Regions from separate parts of the Sus scrofa genome. Here region 1 is linked to region 2. A link is a contact called in public Hi-C data. All regions are on one chromosome and are shown on one strand. The core of a region is the stretch at or near the end of the contact, and the rest is flanking DNA. Distances in the headings are between cores, read along the strand shown. Region 1 has its middle 17 kb from the start of DEGS1. Region 2 has its middle 28 kb from the start of FH.

Region 1 (2,747 bases), core at 222-2,721, 140 kb after region 2:
TTTTCAAGTCGATGAGTTTCTTCCCTGTATTGGTGTCATTTGTAAGATACTAAAGGAAGGGTTATACCATGGTATTTATTTTTCTCTTTCAGATATATTTCATTTAGTATAAGGGGTTTTCTTTCCATCTTTGTGGTTGCCATTGGCATTTTTTTATTTTTGCTCTGTTTCATGGCTGAATACTATTTCATTGTGGATATGGATAACCTCTTCCTAATCCGGTTATCTGTCCAAGGATATAGAATGTGTTTCCTTGTCTTGGTATTGTGAATAGTGCTGCAGGAACATGGTGGGGCTTTTAACATTTTGGAAAGACTATTTTCTGGATATATGCCCAAGAGTGGGATTGCTGGGTCATATGGTGGTTCTATGTTTTTTATCGGATGGCCTAGATCCTGTGGGCCCTAGTGTTGTTCAAATTTACCTGCACACCCACACCTTGTGAGGGCACGTTCTTCTACACACCCCCTCCAAGGTTTGTTATTTGAAGACGCACTTGATGACCGTTCAGAGTTGGGTGCGGGGTACCTCAGCCTCATTTTGCTTTGCAATTCTTTATTAATGAGTAATCATGTTCATTTTCCCGGTGCTTGTTGCCCTCTGCATATCTGCTTTAGGGAAAAGCCTATTCAGGTCGTTTCTCTATTTTTCAATTGGTTTTTTGGTTTTGTCTTTCTGTTATTTGGTGTCAGTTGTTGAGCTGTTAATTTTGGAAGCCCAGCCTGACCTGGGTTTTGGGATCGGTATAAAATCTGTTTGTTGTGCATGGGAGGTGCCAAAATGGTGATATTTTAGAGAGCAGCGGTGCCAATCACCAGACATTTTCTCTCGAGTGATCTCATGAAACACCACCCTTTTCTTTCCATGGGAGCCTCTTCTCTTCTTTCTATGTACCTGGTGTGAAGATGTGACCTAATGCCAGGTCAGGCATATTCAGGCTGGTAGATTGATTGATATAGAGAAAGCTCTCATCACCCAGGGTCAAAGTTCTGTTTTTGTCACTCTGGTGGTTTTGGTAAACACTGTGTCTTGAAAATCATTAATGGGGAGACAACACAGGAACGCTCCAGGTGGAGTCAAGAAATTTGCATAGAAAGAGGGAAAGAGAAAAAAAAAGAAATGAGGACAGTGTTTACAAAGGAAGGAATCACAGGTGGAAAATTAAGAAAAAATTCTTTACATACATGGCATCTATCTTCATAAATACATAAGTGCATGTATATATATATAAAAAGGAAGAAGGCTGGCATGACATGATGGATTATTGGCTGAGGGTTTAAACAGCAAGGCATGGCATAGATGGGTCTCAGGGCTCAGAAAGCCTTTGAGAGAGAAACAGCCCACTTGGAAGGGCACTTCTTGGTACTTCATTACAGCGGAGGAAGGAGACCCAAGCCACAATGGCCCATGGCCAATGCATTAGCCAGGGATGGCTGAGCAAGTGAGAGGGGGAAACCCTGAGAGTGGCTGTTAGATCACATGTCCACATGAGGGCGCCAGATTGCCTTCTTGCGCCAGTCGCTGCTTGAGGCTCTATCAGTTTAGAGCTCCAAAACTCTATATATACTGGCTCAGAGTTGTAGCTGATGATTACTTGAGGGGAACACACAGCAAGCAACCAGAGGTTTTTTCCCTGGGCACCAGGTTCTCTCTGTCCAAGACACTGCATGTCAGGCAGGGGGCACAGTTTTCCCTTCAACATTTGCAGGGGGATTGCAGCCTGGTTGTGCGGCCGTGTGTTTAGAATTCTTGAATTCTTCGCTGGGTTTCAGAATGCCTAGTATTCCTCCAGAGGCAGGGCCGAGACCAACACAGCAGCAGTGTTTTATCGTGAGCTGCCCATGTTCAAGCCCCTGACCATCAGGGATTTAAGTAAGAAGAGATGAGTGTGGTGCTGGTAAATAAATGGGTTACTTCGGTGGCATTCGGTTGGGCAGCTGGGCTAATCGTTGTGCTCTCTTCAATCAAGAGGCTTAGGGAAAGTTCCTTCTTGCCTTTCAAGATGAGCCTCACTTTTCAGTAGAGAACCTCCCTGAAACCAGGTCTGATGACTTAAGCAGAGTTGATTGGTATCATCAAGCAAGCTCTCAGGGAGTTCCCTAGTGGCTGCCTGGCTTCAGAGTCTCTCCTTGTCACTGTTGTGGCTGTGGCAAGAGCTTCATTGGGAGATCAAACTCTGGCTAGACAACAACCCTATTTCACAGGGGGCACCCAAATAAATTGATAAATAAAATCAGATATTGCAATAAATGAGCTTATTTGATAAAGGAGTCAAGGAATATGTATATTCCTACAGAATAGCTAAGGGAATGGATAGAGAAAACAAACCTAAAGCTCTCTTGACCCAGTAACTCTGGTGGCAGGGGGTTTTAAGTATGAGCCTTTGATGTACAGCATAGGAGTGGATTCATTTCCAGGGCAGGGTATATTGGCATGCCACATGTTCTTGCAGGAAAATAACTGGAGATGTAAAAAAATAATTTAATAAAAGTGGTATTATCGAAACAAATTCATACATGGTTGGAAATTTGTTCCGGCCTGATGTTGCTTTGCTAGGAAATCTTAACAGATTCAGCGGAGTCACTGTGCCTGGCTGTTTTCCCAAGAGGCAGCAGTCTCTACCCTGATCTTTCTCTGGTGAATGCTGAGCCGCCTATTTTGTCATTTTGTTTTGTTGTCATTTGTTATTTTAAAATAAATAAATGTTATTTATTTTAGTGCTCCATTCATATATATATATATATATA
Region 2 (2,700 bases), core at 194-2,693:
GCCTGCCACAGCTGTTGTTTTTGGCACCACTGCCTGGGGCACAGCAGGTGGGTACTCACATCACATCTGGGATCTCCTGGGTCATAGGCTCCACCACCACCACAGGAGGGGAGTTGTGGGAGTCTGGGTTGCGTGTGCTTCTGCCATGTTCAGTGTTCGTAGGTTCAGGGGCTGCACCACTGAGGGCAGGCAGTGGGGTACCAGATTCACAGGTGCCTCCTCAGATGGAGGGAGGGGGGCACAGGTTTCATTTTATCTGTGACTATGGGAGCTGCTGGGGCTGGGAGGGCAGAGAGGTGTGCAGCCTCTCCTGCTTCTACCAGGTCCTTGGGGCTCGGCTGCTGTAGTCAGAGGGCCACGACAGCAGGCACCACCTCTGCTGGTCCCAGTTCCACCTCCTCTGTGTTCCACCTTTAGTTTACAGGCACGTGGAATTCTCCAGTGTCCCACTGTGTTGGGCAGAAGAATCTTTGTTGTGAATGTTTTACTGGTTGTAGATTGAAGGGGAGACAAAGATAGTGATTCATGCAGTCATGATGCTGATGTATTTAATTTGTTAATTAATTTTGCTTTTTAGGACTGCATGTGCAGCATATAGAAGCTCCCATGCTAAGGACTGAACTGGAGTTACAGCAGCCAGCCTACACCACAGCCACAGCAACACTGGATCCTTAACCCACTGAGTCAAATCGGAGGCCGTGGGTGCAGCCCTACAAAAAAAAAGCAAAAAAAAAAAAAAAAAAAAATTTATTTTGACTGCACCCACGGTATATTGAGGTTCCTGGGCCAGAGACTGAATCCAAGCCACAGTGTGGCAGCAATGGATCCTTTAACCCAATGTGCCAGGCCAGGGATTTGAATCCACATCTCCACAGCAACCTGAGCCTCTGCAGTTGGATTCTTCACCCACTGTACCACAGAAGGAACCCTCTAATCTTATATTTTTAATCCTTTAAAAAATACTCTATTTCTCTCTTCAAGATTTCTTGTTGCTGTAGTTACAGAAAAGACAGTTGAAAAGGAAAATATATAACACAGCCATATTCAAGAATATGATCTTTAAAATATATTTCAGTATGAAACATCCTCATACATTTTTGTATTTTTTTTGTCAACCAAACGAAAATTAAGTGAGCAAATATGGCCTGTGGCTTTCTATGAACCTTTCCACTGCTTCTGCGTGTCAGGCTGAGTGTAGCTCCAGACTGATCAGTTCATTAGTCCCATGACTTTTCTCCTCTGAAATCTGCTTGCTCAAGAAAGCTCTTCGTCATTCTGCATGTTGGCTGAGAGGGGTCAATTGGATGTTTCTGTCCCTCAAAGCGTATTTACCCAGAATTTCTGCAAGTCCATCATGTTTCTCCAGCACACATCTGTGGACACCCTGCCAGGAGCAGGTCATTCTGGGGCATGAGTGCTGTCATCAGTTAATGTTTCATTAACACTTTCCTGCAGTGTTCGCATCTAAGACGCCTCCTCGTGGTTTCACTGAGCAAAGTCATTGCAACACCAAGATAGACACGTACGCAACCAAGCGGCGAGGCCTGACTAATCAATCAATGAGCATTTCCAGAGACAGTAGTTTTGGGGTTAGTTCCTCAGTCTCCCCTCTATTGGCGTCTTTGTCCCGGGGCCGGGGGGCACCCTTGCATGACAGGGTGTTTAGCAGCATCTCTGACTTTCACTCACTAGATGCCAGGTGCACTGCTTCTCCAGATGTAACCAAAAAAGTCTCTGGACAATGCCAAATGTCCCCTGCAAGACAAACTGTCCCCAGCTCACAAATACAGAAGTTGATTTTTAGTACAACCTTTCCACAGGGAATTCTAGAGCCCTTAGTTAGGATTTCATCATAAAGCACAGTGTTTCGCTTCACTAACATCACACAGAGATGACTGCCGGCTCCAAGGACTCAATGATGCTCCGAGTATGCTAGGATATAGTCGACACTGTGCAAAGACTGAGGCTAGGAACTGGATCTGCTGTTATCTTTACTGAACAAGTGGTTACGTCTCTAGCTGAGCCCACGAATGAATGACAGGCTGTTCAGATCGAGGATGCCTCCTAAGGCAAAACGTTCAACATCATTCCTGTTCCACAGCTAGAGAACAGTGGCCAGTTTGGTTGTTGAGTTCCAGGCACTGATAAACAACCTGATTTTGTCTTATGCTTTTTTTTTTTTCTAATAACGATCTTTTTTAAAAACAAAATAGGTTACAGGAAAGCAAATTGCAGAAGTATTACATCATCACCATGTGAAAAACACTGCCAAAATCAATACTGCATGGGCTAAAAGTAGATCCTACAGGCTCTACAGTTCCATGAAAAGGTCTGAAACCCCTTTACAATTAAAAAAAGAATACTCACTCAGGCTTAAGAGATTAGCTGTAAGAATAAATTCATTTTTCATCACAATGTTTCTACAACTTTTAAAAACTGAAACATAATTGCATATAACATATTAGAACTTTGGTTTTAATGATGCTTATAAGTGCTATATATGCTGCCTTGTTAATACCACAGGGGTATTTGGTCTTAATAAGCCCAATTTTCTAATAATAACTATCAAGGATAAGTACCTTTTTTTTAAATAACATACCTGATAGAGCACCATTTACAAATGAGATGCTTTAGCTACTGAGACTCGCTCTCTTTGTGACCTTGTTATTTATTATATATGTGGGGGGAGCGGGGAGACCA

The links. A called contact is a pair of places that touch in the nucleus more often than the background predicts.
Region 1: a contact with region 2 is called in a Hi-C map of liver, with 2.1 times the contacts expected there. The contact joins two enhancer-like sites. A contact is called at or near these places in 7 of 47 Hi-C or Micro-C datasets (fetal skeletal muscle, liver, psoas muscle and 1 more) and 1 of 2 datasets of contacts at active chromatin or transcription factors (skeletal muscle).

The regions. Positions count from the first base shown.
Region 1 is chr10:12,539,375-12,542,121 of Sscrofa11.1, forward strand. It overlaps a transcript of DEGS1 not described here. Among named protein-coding and RNA genes, the nearest start is that of DEGS1, 17 kb to the right of the region's middle. Within about 2 kb of position 1,472, at least 2 of the 83 cell types and tissues checked have an H3K27ac peak or open chromatin away from gene starts, as enhancers often do. A contact at or near this core is called in liver, where this site is marked.
Region 2 is chr10:12,401,973-12,404,672 of Sscrofa11.1, forward strand. It overlaps a transcript of FH not described here. Among named protein-coding and RNA genes, the nearest start is that of FH, 28 kb to the right of the region's middle. Within about 2 kb of position 1,444, at least 5 of the 83 cell types and tissues checked have an H3K27ac peak or open chromatin away from gene starts, as enhancers often do. A contact at or near this core is called in liver, where this site is marked.